Regions from separate parts of the Drosophila melanogaster genome. Here region 2 is linked to region 1. Evidence: chromatin contacts called from public Hi-C data. All regions are on one chromosome and are shown on one strand. The core of a region is the stretch at or near the end of the contact, and the rest is flanking DNA. Distances in the headings are between cores, read along the strand shown. Region 1 holds the start of lncRNA:CR33963 (long non-coding RNA:CR33963). Region 2 holds the start of lncRNA:CR44888 (long non-coding RNA:CR44888).

Region 1 (3,915 bases), core at 379-2,878:
AATATAAAAACAACATAAGAGACCTATTGAATTAGTTTTGTAAATTAGTCATGGCATATTTATTCAATTTCATTCATAACTCTGGGTAAAACCACATCTTGAAAAATAACACTTTAAACAATACCGAATTTTGAGAAAAAAAAAACACAAGAACAAGAATATAATGACCGAACAGTTAAAAACGGAGGAAAACGTAGTTTTTGAGAATTTTGGGAAACTTACCGTTACGTATTTGGATATATCGCCACGCTCGAAGTAGTGCGAATCATCCTGCTCTCTTGATTTCTGCAGAATATCAGCAGACATTTTGTTGATTGGTTTTGAACAGATTGTTAACTTGATTTAGCCGTTGTTGTTTATTTGTTGTATTTTCCACTGGACAAGACAGAAAAAATGTGCGAATTTTTTCGTTTTGTTTTTCTTTTCTATATATCTTTATTTCGTTGCTTTTTCTTTTGTGTTTGATTTGTATTTGCTTTGCACTTGAATATTGAGTTATGTATGTTGTTGTTATTCGTTCCGCGAATATTGCATTGCAACAATAAAAAAAAATCAGCTAAAAGAGTGAAGAGAGCGTTTGATTAGCGACGAATAATGGAAGTGAGAGAGCGATGCACGAGGGCAGAAGAGAGAAGGGCAAAGAGCAAGGGAACAAAAATTTCACGTGCTTGTCGTTCGTATGCGTATGCGTATGGGAGTGTGTTCGTAAGGATATTTTCCAGGCACATGTGCAAAGGAAAGAAGAACCAAAGGCTGATATTCTTCGCTTTGCTTTGTCCCTTTTTTGATATACACATGTGTGTGTTTGTTAAACAGCCGATGTCTGTTTTATTTACGTGTGTGCGTTGTTTGCTTTGCTTTTATCGTCTTCGTTCGCGTTCTCGAAAAGCGAAAAGATAAGCTTGCGCTTCGTCCCTTCCTTTCCGTCCTTCCTTTCCTCCTTCTCTCACTCTATCTCCCTATGTGTGCCTAAGTGTTGCGTGTGTGTGTGCGATCTCTAGTGGTGGTCGTATATCACTTGCGTCTGTGTGTTTGTAATTCTTATATTATTGCTGCGACAGCGAACTCAAAATCATCAAAAAAAAAAACATAACACAAAAATCAAATAAAAGGGCAGCAATTTCTGTCGTTTATGATTTTTCCCTGTTGCTTCGCATGCTCCTTGTGCGCGCGGTTCTTCTTGTTCCCAAAGTCCTTGGGATTGCACACATGCGCGCATGTAAATTAATCGAATGCTTGCTTATGCTTATTTGAACATGATTCAAGAAATTCTCGTTGCGCCTTTTATATTCATTTACTCTTACTTTACACCTTTTAAAAACAACGACAACAGTGGACCATTTCTTACTTTACTATACAGTTAACTGTTGTATATTGATGAACAACCAATTCGAATTTTTCCGGCACTTGCAAAAAAAAATAAACCACGAAAAGGATGAAAGGGAATGTAAGTTGACCACTCGATTTGGATCGCACAAACACCACAAGATACACGAGAAACAAGCACACAATTTTAATTTGGCTATCGAATCGCTTATTACTTTGAATACGGGCGCAGAGGTCCTGTCGCTCTTCGCTCGTTCGCAAAAAAACACAACAAAATAGACGCAGCACGTCCGTCAGACAACCAGCCAGATCGGAATCGAACCTTACACTCGCACAAAAATGTCGAATCGCCGTTTTTTCGATTCGGTTGCCCGGCAGTGTGACCAGCCGCGAGTCAGCCGAAAAATGCCCACGTCATATATGCTTTTTGGTGAACGGCATTTGGCCTCCCGTTAGGCGCTCTTTTGTCAGAGCGTTTGAGTCTAAGATATGTAAATGGTTATTCTGTAGTCGGTTAGTTTTTACCTAGCTAAAAGAAAAAATGCTTCAAACTTGAAATGAAAGTTTTTTCATATAATACCTTTAAATCAAGTAGCATAGTCGATAGTAAATCAAGTAACATTAATCGAGCCAACTCGCTTGCTAGTGGTGCCACCTGTGCAAACTCGACTGGTAGAGGTGCCACCTGTACCTACTCGCTTGCCAGTGGTGCCACTGGATTGCCTTTAAATTTTCGAAGTTATTGGCAGCGCTGTCCCAATTTCTACTATTTTTAAAACATTATTGAAGCGCATAATTGCACTAGTTAGGCAACTTTAAGTTGTTAAAGATATATTTCCAGTCACTTCAGCTCCACGGGTGGCAAAGTCAAACTATGTGGCAGCCATCTAAATCGCAGTATCAAAACAAGCGCCATAGTTTAAATTTCATTTGTATTTTTCCCCATGTTAGCTTTTTAGGAATGTAATGATAAAATAATGACAATGTTCTCAGGAGTTATCCTGCAATAAGTTATTTATAAATGTAAAATTATAAATAGCAAATGTTTTAAGATCTCTTGTCAAACTAAAGAGACGAATTGATAAATGTTGCGCTTCGTTTTTGCTCTTTTACTATTCAATCAGAACTTTAAATGTTCTTATCAGCAATTGCACTGCAATTGGTGTTTTCCAATCAGCGCCTTCTGCTTGCAAACGGGGTGCTGATTGGAATGGGTCAGTAGTGCAGTGGACATCCCATAAAGTTAATAAATAATAAAAAGCACATTCTCACACACAGACGGACCGCGTACGTGTCATTGGTCAACAATGACGAATAAACAAAGAAATTAAGAGGGTCTAATAAATAAATGTATTTCACAGTCGGGTTGCAAAAGACGTCAGCTGCTAAATTCGTTTTGGATCTTAAGAAAGACCACCTGAAAGTGAAAAAACATTACGAATCGATTTTTGGAGGCATTATGGAAAATACTTTAAAGAAAGATGATTAACGCTGCGCCCCCCTGTACCATCCATTACAGTATCGCAGATAACCATTCCATTAAATATAAACGTAATTTAAAATATTGACAACTTTCTCTACAAAGATTCTACGTTTTTTTTCTCATCTCTTCAGAATATTTTGCTAACTACCAGCTATGCAATCTACTAGATGATATCAATAGTAGCAGTACAAATTTAAATAAACAAACCATAAACCATAAACCATAAACCATAAACCAATGTGACAATGAAATGTTTTTATGTCACGTTCAAGTTTTCATAACTAAAATGCATTATTAATGACTGAACGCAAGATCTGAAAAACACAGGCATTTTTTTGTGATTAATTTAAATATATAAAAGCATCTTTAATTTCAACTAAATTTTAATTTCAGCTGAAACGAATACAACTTTAGATACAAAGCACTTATGGGGGAAATTAAATGTTGGGGCTCAAATAAAACGTATGCATATATATATATATATGAATATACAATTTTTATGTAAATTTAATATAGTATAATAAAAAAACTAATTACATGCTACAATTTTAAAAAAGATTATTAACCAATAGAGCTAATCGCTAATAAACAATGACGTATATTACAACAATAAATATATTTGAATGCACTTCTTTCCCTTTCGTATGCCCCCATCTCTATCTAATGCAGATGTGAACAGCGCCGAGTCGAAATTTAATTTCAACATATTTATTGATGTAATTCAAAAAATTAAATATAAGTTATATTTATAATTATTACGGCGTACTATGCAAAATTACTTTGCAGTTTTGCGGTCTGTTTTCTTCTTTTTCTTTCTTCATTATAATTATTATTTGCTTGTTTTACTCTTGTTGCTGCTTTTATTTTATATTTTCCCCCATCTCAGTTGGCTTTGCTTGGTTGTTTCTCCTCCGCATCCTCCACTATATTTTTTTTGTTTGCTTTTCTCGGTGTGTTTTATTAATTTTTTTTTATTGTTTATTCTTATTTGTTTGTTGTTTTTTTGTGTTGTTGTTTGCTTGTTGCTGTTTTGTTTCTTATTTATTCCATTTTAATTAGTTATTGAGTTTTGTTTCGCTCGATTCATAATTAAGCATTGGATTCGA
Region 2 (3,915 bases), core at 1,016-3,515, 2.8 Mb before region 1:
CGGCATTTTGGCCAGACGGTAGTGATGACTCTATTAAAACGTGCTCTTCTCGTGATGACACAATCTAAAGTCATTTCAGGATTTATGATGTTTTAGCCCAAAAGATTTATAACCAAGTCTGCAATATAGACTTATCAATCTTGGGGAAGTCGGGAAAATTGTTTGACATATTTACGAATTCTTCACTTAACAAAAAATTCGATCTAAACTGAGCTATTCAAATGGAAGTTTTAAACCTTTTAGTAGTAGAATAGAATAGAATTGCACACAATAATTCCATATTTAAATGCCACTCTACATTTCACACTTTAGAACACTTTATTTTTCGCCATGTTTTCGCAATTTGAGTTCGGGCAAATGAGTAATAATAAACACAATAATTTAGTGTATGCAGTGCAATAAAAACCAAGAGAAAATTACATAGTTAATAAGAGGAGATGTCAAGACGCGACAAAAGTCGAAAGTCAAGGCGGGCTTAAACGAAAAAAAAAGCGAGATGGGGCTAAAAAAGCGAGGAATAACTCAAGTTAGCTCAAGTTTAAGCCAAGTCACTCTACGACTAGCCCCGTCTCTTTCTGGCCCCCACCCTGACCCCCTGAACCAACCGGCTAAGTTAATGGGCATTATTAACTGACGGCAACAATTACATTTAGCAACAACTTACAGTTTTTTACTCGTCAGCTGAGCGGCGATTTTCAATTTCGATTTGGCAGCTGGGCAGTAAATTTTGCCTTCAAATTATTTTCCGGTCTTTTCAATTTTTTTTTTTTTTTAATTTAATATGTTCTCATTCGGCTTTTCCGTTCCGTTCATCACAAGCAAAAACAAATCAAAAAAATAATAGGTTTTGTTCGAAAAAAAAATGAGGAAAAAACAAGAGTCAAATGTAATGCAACTTTTCACTTAATTACGCGATACAATTTTAAGGCAGCGATACAAAAAAAAATTAGTTAAACTTATTGTTCTGTTTAGGATATATATGTTTCAAACTTTATAATGGGTTTTCGGTTTCGAGGGGGTGGCAACGCCGCACCGACGCGAGCAGCGATTGCGACCGAGGCAACGGAGGAGCGATAATACCGGTACGTCCGATCCGCTGAGCGAGCGATCGACGAGTGATTGTTGCGTGCAGTGCGCCGGTGGAAATAGCGACCGGCGGCGATCGCATGCGACGGAACTGCAGCCGAAGCCGCACACGAAGCCAGTGCCGAAGTCGTCGAGCCGAGCACACGAAGCGCAGCACGAAGCGCCATCGGTGGGGAAAGAGCGAGCGAAAGAGACGACAGATGGCGCGAATAAGGATCATCATATCTTTGAAACGAACTCAGGCTAAGTGGGAACTATTAAAACCGTTTGAAGTTCTAGTTTCTAACTATATATTTGGTTATATGTGTTATGTGTAAAGGATTCTCTAAAGTCGAGCTACGCTAATCTATATTATATAATATAACAAATTATTATTACCAAGCTTTAATATCAATTTTATTATCTGGTACCCATCAAAAACATATTACCAGCATATCAAAAGCATACCTATTACACAGTTACTTGCTTTATCGAATTCCAGCACGTCACGTTAGAGTTTCACATCATTAAATGAATGATTAGCGTTTTTGCGTTTGAATTATATTTTTATTGCTTAGCAACTATGGTCATACTGATCCCATTAGATATACTTTAAAACTGCGTGATGAAAGCAAGACTTTGATGAGTTTGGTGAGTTTGGATCCCAGTTTAAAAACAGTTCAAAGGACATAGCCATTGAGTTGATGAACCCGACCAATCGCGACTATGATTCATAACTCTGATTCATTTGAAAGGTATAAAATCAGAGATAAAGACCGCGCTGGGTGGGGAGATAGCAGCGACGGGGTTAATGGATAAAATGGTAAGACATTTATCATGACAGCCGTACATAACCTCACTCGGCGGTGGGATGGATGTGGGTACATGGGCATTTGTACATGGATTCGGATATATGTATGTATGTGTACATATGTATGGCGATATGCACACGTAGCCAGCAACTTCGACTTGCTCTCCATTTCAAAACTCAAATAATGCGCGTCGGCTATTTAACTTGAAATTAAGCGACGTTTGTTGTTGTTTTTATTTATTTTCTTTTTTTTTCTTTTTGTGTTGTTTAAAGAATTGCTTATGTGTGTGCGTGTGTGTGTGTGTGCGATGGTGTTGTTGTCGCTATTGTTGTTGTACCGCTGGAGACGGCTTTATTTGCTTATTTTGCTCATTTTGTTTGTTCTCAGCGCTCAGTGATGTATGCTCTCTGCTGGCCGCTCTCCGATCGCCTCAATCGTCTGTACCGCCTCTGCTGCCCCGCCCCCAAACCGTCCTACCGCCCCTCTGCCACTTCTGGCGACGCTGCACCGCCGTCTAAAATACACCTACAGTCCGACAACTCTATGACGATCTTTGAAAACCGTAATCTCAAGACCCGAAATTCCCAAAATCTTTCTAACGTGCATTGCTTTGAATAAAGAGCCAGTTCTATTCATCAGCAACTTTGAACCCGTACCAAAATTTCATAATAAAGTGGAATTAGCATCTTTAACATGCTGCAATTGACAATATTTCCTAGCTTAAGACCCTACACTGTATTGGCTGAGCTCTCCTAAGACTCCCCTCATTTGAGTTCCTTTTGGGAGAGTCCAGAGATAGAGATAGCAAGTTGTTAAAAGAAAACAAATAAGCCCGCGTATCGTTGCATGGAGGGGGGGGGGGGAGTAGTTGAAAAAAGGTTTGGCTTAGAAAGGGACGGCAGGATGCGACAAAAAGCTGGCTACATAGGCATTACGTGCCATTTAGATAGACCAGTCGCGTTTCCTTGCTTTCCCAAGAGATTTGATGAAGAAAGACGACACCCGGACAACGCATGTAGTTTCATCTTTTCGCTGTGCAAGCACAATTCCAAACTGCCTCGCCGTAATTCAGAGTATATTTTCGGCTATATCATCTATGTAGTATATGATATATGGTATTATATGGTATATGGTATATGCGGTTCTCTAGTGGTTCCATATGGCCACGTCGTTGACTTTAAGCGGGCTGTTGTTACTGGTGTTTCTGTACGGTTTCGGTTTCTGTTTCTGTTTCAGTTGCTGTTTTCACTGTTTCTGTTGTATTTGTTACTGGCGCAATCGAGCGTCTGTGTTTAATTAGCAGATAAAAATACAGTCAACCCATGAAGGTAGAAATACACACAGCACACACAATCGTCTAGACCCCAAGCCCATAGTGGCCATCTCTTTCGCACCTTTTTGGTTGGGCAGGAAGAGTATGGGTATGGGGAGGGCGAGGGGGAAAGGGGGAACACTATCAATGCTTGGTGATATATATGTAAGTATGTACAAAATGTAGGTATATGTCATTATATACTGGCAGCAAACACGTTGCAGGCGTTAATTAGTTTTGGGGGCTTTTCTTTTATCAGCAATGGGAGGAAAAAAAAAAGCAACTGTAACAACAGCCAGCACAACAATGCGCAACACCAGTACACAGATGCACACACACACACACACAAACACATACACACACACACATCTGCACGCTTTTCAAATGCATTTCGTTCGGTTGCGAGTGCAAAGCGAATTGTTCAAAGGGGGGACCCTTGTACTTAGCTTCCTTGTTCCACGTTCATATCAATCGGGCGTGCAAGTTAACAGTGGCGTTAACATGCGTTAAGTACAGTACACCACACACACAACCCCCGCTCCCCCTCCCCACCCGTTGCAATAACTAAAGCTCCACCAACCCTGCCACGCCTCACTCCCCCTTGCCCATATCCCACACAAAAGTCACCGTCTTTGTGGCGCCAATTGTTTAAATCGATTGTATAATAAATTCTTCCTCGCTGCCATTTCGGTTTCATCTTCGGATTGCTTCGTATTTCAATGAATA

Evidence for each region. Hi-C and Micro-C count contacts between places; a contact is called where the count stands out from the background.
Region 2: a contact with region 1 is called in a Hi-C map of the Kc167 cell line, with 2.0 times the contacts expected there. The contact joins the promoter of lncRNA:CR44888 here to the promoter of lncRNA:CR33963 in region 1. A contact is called at or near these places in 1 of 107 Hi-C or Micro-C datasets (the Kc167 cell line) and 1 of 6 datasets of contacts at active chromatin or transcription factors (the Kc167 cell line).

What each region holds. Positions count from the first base shown.
Region 1 is chrX:12,657,175-12,661,089 of dm6, reverse strand. lncRNA:CR33963 (long non-coding RNA:CR33963) reads right to left here and starts at 1,628. Exons shown (of 1, transcript NR_002692.1): 1 at 458-1,628. It overlaps Tis11 (Tis11 zinc finger protein), which reads right to left and starts at 1,675. Exons shown (of 4, transcript NM_001272561.2): 1 at 1,542-1,675; 2 at 223-556. The coding sequence starts at 306. CkIalpha (Casein kinase Ialpha) reads right to left here. Exons shown (of 4, transcript NM_078585.6): 4 at 3,256-3,915.
Region 2 is chrX:15,496,212-15,500,126 of dm6, reverse strand. It overlaps lncRNA:CR44888 (long non-coding RNA:CR44888), which reads left to right and starts at 2,265. Exons shown (of 1, transcript NR_123918.1): 1 at 2,265-2,604. The region is part of intron 2 of Gmap (Golgi microtubule-associated protein); the gene reads right to left.